Regions from separate parts of the Sus scrofa genome. Here region 2 is linked to region 1. A link is a contact called in public HiChIP or PLAC-seq data. All regions are on one chromosome and are shown on one strand. Each heading gives the region's core, a stretch centred on a gene start, on an enhancer-like site or on the middle of the called end of the contact. The rest is flanking DNA. Distances are from core to core; before and after follow the strand shown. Region 1 holds the start of ADGRG6 (adhesion G-protein coupled receptor G6). Region 2 holds the start of VTA1 (vacuolar protein sorting-associated protein VTA1 homolog).

Region 1 (5,947 bases), core at 2,362-4,861:
TGATAAAAGAAATAGTGTCTCATTTGGATTTCCTTTATTTGGATTGGCGTGTTCAAGTCATTTGTATAGTTTTCCATTATAAACAGTTTTCTTGGTGATTTGTGATTCTTTTAACCAATTCTACATTAAATATGTTAAGCCTTGGTCATATTTGCTATACATGTTTTCAATTTAGAAATATTAAAGTTTTCCTTAAAACATTCCAAATAATTCCATCCTGAGCACTGCTCACAAAGGAAGGTAAGATAACACTCAGAACACTCAAGTTTTACTGGCATTTTTAGTTACAACTGAAATGTCCTTCAAATGTGATCTCCCCAGTTACTCAGTGTGCTTCTTAATGATGTCCAATGTAGATCATGGAATAATGTCACCTAACTAGAAATGAAATGGAAAGATAAGGTTTTTACCCAAGCATGCCACACACATTGAACAAAGTCTTTTACTATTTAGTCTGAAGTCGAAATAGTCTCTAGAAACCTTTGATCATCCCATCAGAAATGTAAACTTTGTAAGATATGGGCAGTGAGAAAAATGGTCAGGTCTAAGGAAGTGGTTGTCAGTTTATTTTTAATACATAAACTGATTCTCTTTCAAATCATTATTTCCAGAAATCAGAGTGACGTGTCCAGTTGGGCAGTAAAACTACAAGCTTCTAATATTTCCCATAAGCCAAGAGACAATAGCCTCATTCACCATTCACATTGGAAAAGCACAATGTCATGTAATTTATATAAGCCATAAATGGAACAGTAGCTTCATGCAGCTTGAGACCAATTAATGCAAGTCTTGCTAAATCTATTAAATTTCTTAAGATATGAAAAATATGCAGTCATTACAACTCCAAAGTATACTTATAAAGTCTGTAATTCCAGAACTTGAGTATAACAATATACAAATACGTTCTACGCACAAGGAGTAGGCAGAAATATACTTAAATACTTTGTGCACTTGAATCTACTAAAATTAAAATTTAAAAGATAATACAGTTTACGTTCCCTATTTTAACATTTTTCAGCAAGATCGTAGGAATATTTACCTTCAGAAGTTTGATATTACTTCCATATATTCTAACATACTAAAGTCTAAAAAGAGTCTGATCATCTTCAATCATTCTATATGAAGTATAAACAGCAAAATGGAAAATAGAAACAGTTATGATCTGGCAAGAAATGGGAAAACATTCAGTCAAAATAGGTCAATAATGAAACTTAAATCATAGTAGTAAACTCTACATTTTACCTGATAAAATATTCATGGTTTTAGTCTACACTGACATAAGATTTTTTTAATCATATAAAATTCGAATGGACTTTATAACAATTTCATAATGAGGAAACTTTTCCATCACTTGTTGATCAGTTTCATATCTTTTACTTTAAAACCTGGTGTTCATTTTTTTTTTATGTATAATGTAGTTTTTTCCCCATAAGATCTAAATTGCCCAGGAAAGCTGAAAGGAAGCAAAACAAATATCTGCTGTTTACTCTACCATATTTTTAGGAAAAACTGAAGTTTAAAACAAACTCACATTCATTGAAAATGTGCTGCCTGTATATGAGAACAAGTCTTATAGGAGACCATTGGCTGTATCCCAAAATAAATTCTTCCAGGTTATACTTTGTTGATTCCATTGGCATAAAGGAAACTTTAAAACTCACAGGTGTGGAATGACTTCACATGCAGTTTAATAAAAATAAGTGGTTCCTTTCTAATTACACTGCTCACTACCAGGAACAGAGCTGCAAAGTGCTAGACTTCTGGGCACTACCCCTTTTCCTATTTCGAAAATGTGTGCTAGCAGGAGGGAGGTAGCTGCTACAAGGAAGGGGAAGAAAGAGCCTGATGGGCACGTCTTTTCCCAGTTACTAAACTGAAAGAGGAAATTTAAATGGAAACAAATAAGGTTCCAGAAATTGGGGGCGAGGGTGAGGGAGTGAGTATCAATTTCTATAAACTCTTCTATATTAGTGGAAGGGAGTAAAATGTCTGTCAGGGTGTCTGCCCAAGATTAAACAAAACACCAGAGGGAAAATTACATATTACAAGAAAAAGTAACCTCTGAGTTGGCCACAGAAATAAGCTTGGCCCTTTAGAGCACAACCTTCTTTTTTCCATTATAGAAGGCCAGGCGGTGTTCGGTGGCCCTTTCGCGGGGTCGCTCTCAGGCGTCTTACCACTTAGATGACAATTTCATAGAAACAAAACCCATTAGGTTTCTCTAAGCGTTTCATCACCATATAGCCCTCACTTCTACTTCTCTACAAGTCGCTTCACGGATCCTACCACGTAAAATGACATCTTTCTTAATTACTTTTTAATCTACAAAGCACATGGAGAACCTTTTCTGCGCGCTTCTATTTTTTTTTTTTTTAACCATTCAAATAACCCAAAGATCCAAGAATAACTTCTACAGTCAAGGGTGACAATGTGTAAAGTCAACATTTTCTCGGCATACTAGTACCTTCCAAACCCCCAGGTGCTGATCCAGAAGAGCGCTTTCTTGGCAGGGCCAGGGCCCTGGATGGAGCAGCCGCGCCTGTGACTCCTTGTTTAATTTGAATCGAAAACGTTTTCCCCATTCTTGAAGCCCTGCCCTTTTTATTATGCTTTACGCCGCCCAAATGTGAGGTTTACCTCGCTGGAAAAACAGCCAGCCGCACACACATGTCACAGCTCCGTCAGGCAACCCCAGTTCACTAATCAGTGCCTCGAGGGGCGAAGTGAAGACAAACCGGTTTATTCTGTCAATGCGGCTGAAGCCCTTATAAAACCCTTTAAAGGAAGTGGGGGAGGGGGACACAGGTAAAGGTGTGAAGGAATTCTGAGCTGAGAAGGGAAACTTACATGTTGGCATTACTCAGCTGAGGTCCCCAGGAGCCGCACGGTCATTCTTCGCCACCTTCCCCGTCTCTGCTACTCCAAGTTCCCCGATGGAGCCCCTCGGGCGCCCGGGCCGAGCACAGAGGCTGGACCCTCCTTCACGCTCTTTCTGGAGAGTTCATCGGGGCTTCCCGGTAGCGGCTCCTCGCCAGCGCTCCCGACGGCGCAAGGTGGAAGGCCCGCGCTTCCCGAGTTCAAGTGCTGATTAAGGAGGGCAGGAGGCGGGCGGGGCGGCAGGTTCCTCCTCCCAGAGAAGTTGGAGAAAAGTTAGGACGAAAACGTTGAAGAGGTTGGGTCAGCCTCTGAGCTGGTGCTGGGTGTTCCGGGCGCCCCGGGTGCTCCCAGGAGGGTGCGGGTGGGCAGAGGGGACCGATTCGGCAGGTCCTCGGCTCCGCCGGCGCGCGGCGGCACGTGGTCACCCCTTTGTGGCTCTCGTGCCCCCGCGAGCTCGCGCTGCTCTCGGGGCAGATCCACCCCGCCCGCGCTTCCGGCGCCGAGGCTCAGCGGGAGCTGGGGGCTCAGGTGCGGCTGCCCCAGCGGCTCGCTGTCTCTGGCCTGGCCCGCGCGGCCCTGGGGCGGCCCCAGCTTCGGCGCTCCGCTGCGGGGGCTGTCCCGCAGGCGCAGCCACCCCACCCAGGATCCCGCCTGGGAGCAGAAGGGAGAAGCCTCGCTGCGGGGCAGAAGAGGCACTCCCGGGACTGCGAGGGGCAACTTGCCGGGACCCGGGGTGGGGTGGGGTGGGTTGTAGATTGGCGCTGGGCCGGGCCCAGCTGCCAGGCGTGGGAGGGGGCGGGGCAGACCCGGAGGTCACCTGATAGCCTGGCGCCCTGAATCCATGAGGACCTCTCCTCCGCCACCCGCCTCAAGAAACAAGCAGCTTGGAACGGCAGTGGCGATGTGGGCATCTCCCTGCCCGCTTGCCAGCCGGGGTGCCGCGCTGCCACTCCACCGGCGTCTGCGCGGGACCCCTCTGCCAAGTTCCCGAGCCACTGACTTGCTTTTCCTTTACTTTTCTGTCCCTTTCTTTTCTTCTCTTTCCTCTTGTCTCATCTCTTCTCTTCCTTCTTTTTTTTTTTTTTTTTTTTTTTTTTTCCTTTTTTTTTTTTTTTTTCCCCTGTCTTTTGCGGCACATGGAGGTTCCCAGGCCTACGCTACAGCCATATAGCAACGCGGGGTTCCGAGCCGCATCTGCGACCTACACTACAGCTCACAGCAACGCCGGATCCTTAACTCACTGAGCGAGCCTCATGGTTACTAGTGGTATTCGTTAACCACTGTCACAACAGGAACTCCCTCTCTCTTCTTTTATTCCTTTTCTTTCTAGTAATCAGTGTCAGTTTGTCTTCAGAGGACACTCAGCCCCCCGTACATCCCCACATCTCTTGGTCTTTGCTGGGACAGAGGAATTGAGTGCCTCTCAACGAACGCACCTGTCTCCAACCAAGGATGAAGACCAGCCTTAAGAAGAAGCTGAGCTGGCGGCAGTGGCAATATACCTATGCCCAGCACAGAAGCACATCCACTACCTTCTCCTACTGAGTTGTTGATACTTGTTGTTCCATCCTTTTGGCTTAGAACGTTGTCTTTTGTTGAAATGCATCTAAATACCTCAGGGAGTGGTAACACTAAAGCTTTGCCATTGCCTTAGTTTGGATTGTTCAGATCCCTTCTGGAAAGATGTATTTCTGCTATGATATGAGATGGAAACAGTTTGAGAGATGTGAGAGTGGGTGCAGAGAGATTCAGTGAAAGCCAAAACTTGGCGGGGCTAGGACAAACTTCACCAGTTACCTGGGACCCTCCTCCTTGAACCCTCTTCTGTGGCTTCACTGTGACTCAGGGATAGGTCTAGATAAATCCTGCCTCCTTTTAAAATCTACATCATTTTAAAAAAAGAAAAAAGTGAGGGAATAATAACATGAGGCCCAGAAGATATTCACATAACATTCAGCAGGATTGATTTGCAAATGCAAATCCAGTTACTCAATGGGGAAAGTCCACTGCCTGGACTCCAATGTTCCTATAAAGTAGCTGCTTGGCAAAGGGAGCTGGACACACCTCCTTGGAAATGAGAAGAGGAAAAAAAAAACTCACACTGTCGAAGACGGTCCCTCCCCTTGGGTAGCGCCAGAGTTAATCCATGAAAATGTTGGAGGCAAAACTTTGAATGCCAGTGCTGTGTACACATCCAAAGCCAGAGGAGCCCAGTTTGAAGTGTGAGCCTGCACACACATGCATCCACACACAGGTAACACACAAAAGTACAAAAAATGTATATTGATTGGCTAGTGATAGAGAACTGTTGGGATGAGGAGAAAAAAAAAAAAGGTAAAGCAGCACTTGAACAGAGACAGCTATCAGTTCAAAGGAAGCTGGAACACTGCCAGCAAATCCAAAGGCCTGAAAACCTAGGGTGTGTTCTGGTGATTTTTATCAGTATTTATTTTGATAAATAAACAGTATGATTAACAGAGACATTGAATTGTAGCACTTAAGGAAAACTAAAGTTCCAGTGTCCAGGCCTTTCATATTACAGACAGGGAAATGAGACACAGAGATGTGAGAGTTGCATAAACTAGCTAGAAGTGACCAGGAGCTAGGACGTAGGTCTTGCAATTCAAATCAGTCTCTATTACGAGACACTGTCTCAAGGGAATTTGAGTTCCATTCATAGAATATTATTAAAGCAAAAACATTTATTATTTCACAGTTCTCAGGTTCAGGGACCTGAGTACACTTGAGTCAGTGTCTCTCATGAGAGCTGGAATGAAGGTGTTGGCTAAGGCTGTGGTCCTATCTGAAGGCTCAACTGGGGAAGGATCTGATTCCAAGCTTACATATGTAGCTATTCCACTCCTAGAATTCTAAAGCTCAAAGAAATCAGGAAACATAAGGGAAAACAAAGAAATAAAAATAACCAGGAGTTTCTGTCGTGGCTCAGCAGTTAATGAACCCAGCTAGTATCCATGAGGATGGGAGTTTCATCCCTGGCCTCGCTCAGTGTGTTAAGGATCTGGCATTGGCCATGAGCTGTGGTGTAGGTTACAGACTCAGCTCAGATCTG
Region 2 (5,451 bases), core at 1,285-3,784, 120 kb after region 1:
CCTATCATGCTGCTCTGCAAAAAAAGTGTATAGAAATTGAAATTGAAATTTTTGTAAATTTCCTTCATAGTAGGTAAGCTCCATGAATACAGCTCCCGTGAGAGAAAGTATGTGAATATGTGTCAAAATTTTCCTTCAGGAAATGAATTTTTGCAATTATTGTAATGTATAATTGATCAAAACAACATGAATATGTATTTTTTAGTCATTAAATACAAAAATAAAAATTTCCTTGGAAATACATTATGGGTTAAATTGCCTTTTTATGAATTAATATGATTTATCCTCAGAATGAACCAGTGTAGAATACTGGTTCTATCCCTACTTTCATTTTTTATGAATTTAACAAAAGAGAAAATTCATTCTCATAAAGAAGCAGATGAGAATGGAAGCGCTGTCACAGCAAATTCACTGAAGTCTTTAAATTCCTTCTGCTTATAAGCTAAACCCATCATCACTTATCATCAATTAATATTTTTAATAATTTTTCTTGGCTGACATTTTAATTAGGTCTGCCTCAAAATTTGTTTTAAGACTAGAAAAGAATCTGTCACCCATCATTAGAGTATTCACTTACCCAGTTCCTGACCATTTTTATTTTTACTGCTGAGCCTTGATGGGAACTCCTCCTGACCACTTTTAAAGTGAAATCCCCTCCTCACTTCCTACCGCCCTACTCTTGGTACTCCCTATTTTTTCCCCTGCTTTATTTTTCTTATAATTTTTTAATATTCTATATAATATACTCATATTATTACTTAATCTCCCCACTTCATAGTAGATAAGTTCCATGAATACAGGAACTGTACAGCCACAGTGCATAGGTAGAATTCAATAAATACAAACTGAATGAATGACTAATGGTCCCTGCTTGAGGTACCTGAAAAACAAGTCTAATGGAAAATGCTGTTAAGATTTGAACAAAATAAGGTATAGCCTTAAGAGTAATTAACTTACGGTCTACAGAAAAGGTGACATTTAAATTAGAACCTTGGAGTTCCCGTCCTGGCGCAGTGGAAACGAATCAGACTAAGAACAATGAGGTTGAGGGTTCGATCCCTGGGCTCACTCAGTGATTCAGTGGGTTAAGGATCCGGCATTGCGATGAGCTGTGGTGTAGGTCTCAGACGTAGCTCAGATCTGGCGCTGTCATGGCTGTGGCGTAGGCCCGCAGCTGCAGCTCCGATTAGACCCCTGGCCTGGGAACCTCCATATGCTGTGGGTACGGCCCTAAAAAGGACAAAAGATACATACATACATACATACATAAGAACCTGAATCATGAAGAGTTCTCCAAGTGGAGAAAAAAGGCAGACAACCCAAGAAAGGGAAGAGAGCAGAGGTTTGAAAGGGCCTTGCATATTTGAGAAATCAAAGCGGGAGACACCTGGCGTATGGCAACGATAACAGTGGACAGTATTTTAGCTAATCTTATAATGTCCACAACAGAGGACACATTATATTGAGCTTCTCAAAGCTAAAAGTCCTTTTCAGAAACTTTATAGTTGTTTGGTCACTTGTTTTATATGCAATTAAGTTAGACTATGTAATATAAAATAAAGTTTACTGGACCTACTATCTTCACTGCAAAGGAAAAAGTATGAACAAACTTAATCTGTGTGTTTCATCAACTGTAGATTATGTGTATTACAGTCAACCAAAGTGAGAATACTGCTACCAAACGTCTCAGCCCCAGGTATTATTCAAAGAAGTTAAAACCAAAGATCCTCATTAGTGGGAAAGAGTAGTCTGGATGCAAAAGGAGGAATGGTCTAACCCAAGTGCTTGTTTTGTAGCAGCTACTCTTCATTATGAATTTGTGAATGGACTTGCATGTTGTCACAATTAATCTGCACTTATTACTATGTTCTCAATCAATTCATCTCCCTTTTGTCCACATCACTACTGTCTTTAGGACACTTACCTATGTTTTAACCCCAACTCAATTACTTAACTACTCAGATTAATTCCAGGATATTCAGGGTATTTTCAGGAAACCCTGGTGGGGGCTGGAGGCTCTCGGACGTCCATACAGAAAGAAAACCTTAAGAGCTCATGAGCCTATGTGATCAGTTTAAAAATATTTAAGCACAAGACTGGAGAGCTGGTGGCCACCGCCGTGCTTTTGAAGTTTTGCCTTTCTGGGGCTTGCGGGGTTCCAGAGAGAATGTGGGGATCCCTGAGGAGGGCGGGGCCCTAGGGATTCCCACAGAAGGTCAGAGGGTCAGAGGTCAAAGCTAGGTCTAAAGCCAGGGGGGCGGGGCCTTGACTTAAGAACCAAGAGGCAGTTTTGTGGGCCCGGGAGGGTAATGAGGGCCGCGGCGACACGGACAGACTCACAGTAATATGCCACCACAGGGTCCCGCTTGTCATGCTCCTGAGCCGTCCTCAGATGATGCTGAATGCTCTTAAACTGCGGAGGCAGCGGGGGCAGCGGAGCAAGCGCGGCCATCTCCACCCCAAGAACCACCACTTCCTACTCGCGCGCCGCCGACACTTCCGCTTCCGTCTTCGGAGGGCGCGCGCAAGCACGGGCACAGCAAGTCCCGCCCATTTCCCTGTTGCTCAGCAACAGCAGGTCAATTACGGGTTCCCAACAGGGACAGCCTCCGCTTGTCTGGCTCGTAGCAGTTTAGTGCCCCGAGGAGGCTGAGCAGCTTCGCGGTTAAGCTGCTTATGGCACCAGCGCTCTCTGCTGGCTGCTGGCAGAAGGGAAAAGAGATTGTTTTATTTTCTTTGTTTCCACCCTCGACCCCCCTTTTGTGTCAGAAGATAGAAAGGGAAAAACAAAAAGAAAATAATGATTGTTAATTGGCAGAAAGGGTAAAGGCGTGAATTGCCTTTGGCATCATTCAGGAATTTTCTCTTCCAGTTCCTCAGGTTGTACTAATAGAGTCCCTAGAAGCCTTTCCAATTTTAGAAACTTTAAATGCAATTCTTGCGTAAGATGAGAGATGATGTGTTTAAAATGTTGAATTACACTTTTTTGTGTTGACACATTGGATAAAATAACCAGCCGCTTTTTTAACTTAAATACTAAACACGTTAAGCTTAAAAAAAAATTGAACTTTTTTTTTCTGAGCTGGTTACCACAAACACTAGTGAATGAATAATTTGTAGGTCGGTAGTTTCTGGAGAGTGATGAACTATTTGCAAAGTCTTTTGACAGTTATTATCTTGTGATTGCACAGATAAGGCGTTCAAATAATAATTCTTGTTCAATGCTGCCGACTCGTACTTTGTAGGTAGGCATCAACTTTTCCCATCACTGTTACCATCAGTGACATCAATTATTTTTCTCTCCTCTCCATCCTATAATTTTTCAGGACTTTACTCTTTATTTACCTCCTCCAATACCCTTCATCTTTATTTATTTTATCTCAGTCCCCAGTTTTGAGAGTTCATCTTAAAACTAATTTTCATGGAAATTGCACCATCTCAAAGAAACAAGATCTCAAGCTCTGAAATTTCCATCTGCCTATTCTCTAATCCACACTCCACCCATCCTATCCCACCCGTGACCTCAGCAGAACCTGCTCCTTGTCCTGTATAACCTCCAGTCCACATCTTTTGTCTATCCATGTTTGCAGACTACATCATCTTATCAGGAGGCTGCCTTTTTTCTTTTTTTTGCAATGAACTGAATTCTGTATTCTCCCCAATTTCAGCAACACATTCATTACCACTTGAGAACGTGTGTACTGTGGACTGAATATTTGTGTCTCCCCAAAATTTGTGTGTTGAAACTGAATGCCAAAGGTGGGGCCCTTGGCATATGGTTAGGTCGTGCACACAGAGCCTTCATGAATGAGATGAATGCCCATATAAAAGGGACCCCACAAGCTAGACTGTCCCTCCACCATTTGCAGATACAGGGAGAAATCAGCAGTCTGCAGCGTGGAGGAGGGTCCCACCAGAACCTGACTGTGCTGGCACCCAAATCTTCACCTTCCAGCTTTCAGAGCTGTGAGGAACAGGTTTCTATAGTTCATAAGCTGCCCAGTCCGTGGTATTTTGTTGTAGCAGACCGAACAGACAAAAATAGTATTTCTTTCTCCTTCTCTATTCCTACTATCCAGTCGGAAGTTGCTGAGTTGGTAGAGAAATTAATGAAGCAAAGCAGAATGGCATAACCATAAATGTCATTTCTCTGTCCTTATGACTTCTCATTTATTATTTTCCTATTCTTGATTCTCAACTATGGTTGTCCTTAAAGTTCACCCCAGAAATTTTTTAAAAGCTCCTATCTAGGGAGTTCCCGTTGTAGCTCAGTGGTTAACCAATCTGACTAGGAACCATGAGGTTGCCGGTTTGATCCCTGGCCTTGCTCAGTGGTTTAAGGATCCCGCGTTGCTGTGAGCTGTGGTGTAGGCTGGTGGCTACAGTTCCAATTAGGCCCCTAGCCTGGGAACCTCTAAATGCCACGGGTGCGCCCTAAAAAAAACAAAAAGACAAAACAAACAAACAAAAAAACCTCCTGTCTAGGTCCTATTCCCCACCCCTGCCCCCGGGGCATTCAGATTTAATTGCTCTGGGTTGGATCCTAAATATCAGTATTTTTTTTTTAAGTGTTCAGGAAATATTAATGGCACATCCAAGGTTGAGGGCCAATGCTCTAGTGAATCACCAGTACAGGGCTAATGTTTCTTCCCTACTCTCTTCCAGTCAGATCCTCCAGCCTGATTGCCTTGGTCAGAAAATGCACTTCCTGCTGTTGAAATTAAGTTCAGCCAATATGAATTGTTTAACCTACCCCCTGCCACAACAAAGTAAGAGTAATTAGGTAACACTTTCCCCAACATCTACTATGTATCAGGCATGTTTCTAGCGACTTTACATCAGCTCATTTAATCTTGACCATAACCCTGTGAAGAAGATATTATCATTTTCATTATTTTACAGATGAGAAAAATAAAATAGAATTTATGTAAACTATACCAGGTCACAGCCAGTAAGTATGAGTTTGACCTTAAAATCTAGGTACTTTGGTTTCAGAGCCTGTGAACCTACGGCTGCTACTTGACTTTAATGCCACTCTAGACCAATATATCTTTGTATTTTATATTTTCTCAATTTCATCATCTTTTGTCTGAAAATCAAATGTTCCTCTTCCTAGTGAAAGCTGTACCTTCCTATTATTCTCCTGATCTCTCCCTCCAGGACTGGAGGTTGCTCAAAGTACCTTTCTCAAATGAGCATGAATCTTGAGCGTAACTTCTAGGAGAGGAGGGACGAAAAAAAGAAAAAGAAAAGAAAAGAAAAAAGAAATGGTTAGAATTAGTTTTTACTCCACCTGCCAACACATTCTTTCCTTTTTCTAAGTACTGTACCCCTTTACCGGATAAGATGAGGGAGAAAAGTAACAGAAACATTGTTAACATAGCAATACATGGAAATTATGCTATGAAACAAAGTATGTACTAAGAGACTAAGCTAAGTTTTTCTGGTTAG

Evidence for each region. HiChIP or PLAC-seq counts read pairs in DNA pulled down with a chosen protein or histone mark.
Region 2: a contact with region 1 is called in an H3K27ac HiChIP or PLAC-seq map of alveolar macrophages. The contact joins the promoter of VTA1 here to the promoter of ADGRG6 in region 1. A contact is called at or near these places in 1 of 5 promoter capture datasets (liver), 5 of 47 Hi-C or Micro-C datasets (embryonic fibroblasts, fibroblasts, liver and 1 more) and 1 of 2 datasets of contacts at active chromatin or transcription factors (alveolar macrophages).

What each region holds. Positions count from the first base shown.
Region 1 is chr1:22,798,555-22,804,501 of Sscrofa11.1, forward strand. It overlaps ADGRG6 (adhesion G-protein coupled receptor G6), which reads right to left and starts at 3,612. Exons shown (of 26, transcript XM_021087195.1): 1 at 2,848-3,612.
Region 2 is chr1:22,921,327-22,926,777 of Sscrofa11.1, forward strand. VTA1 (vacuolar protein sorting-associated protein VTA1 homolog) reads right to left here and starts at 2,535. Exons shown (of 8, transcript XM_021087275.1): 1 at 2,341-2,535. The coding sequence starts at 2,452.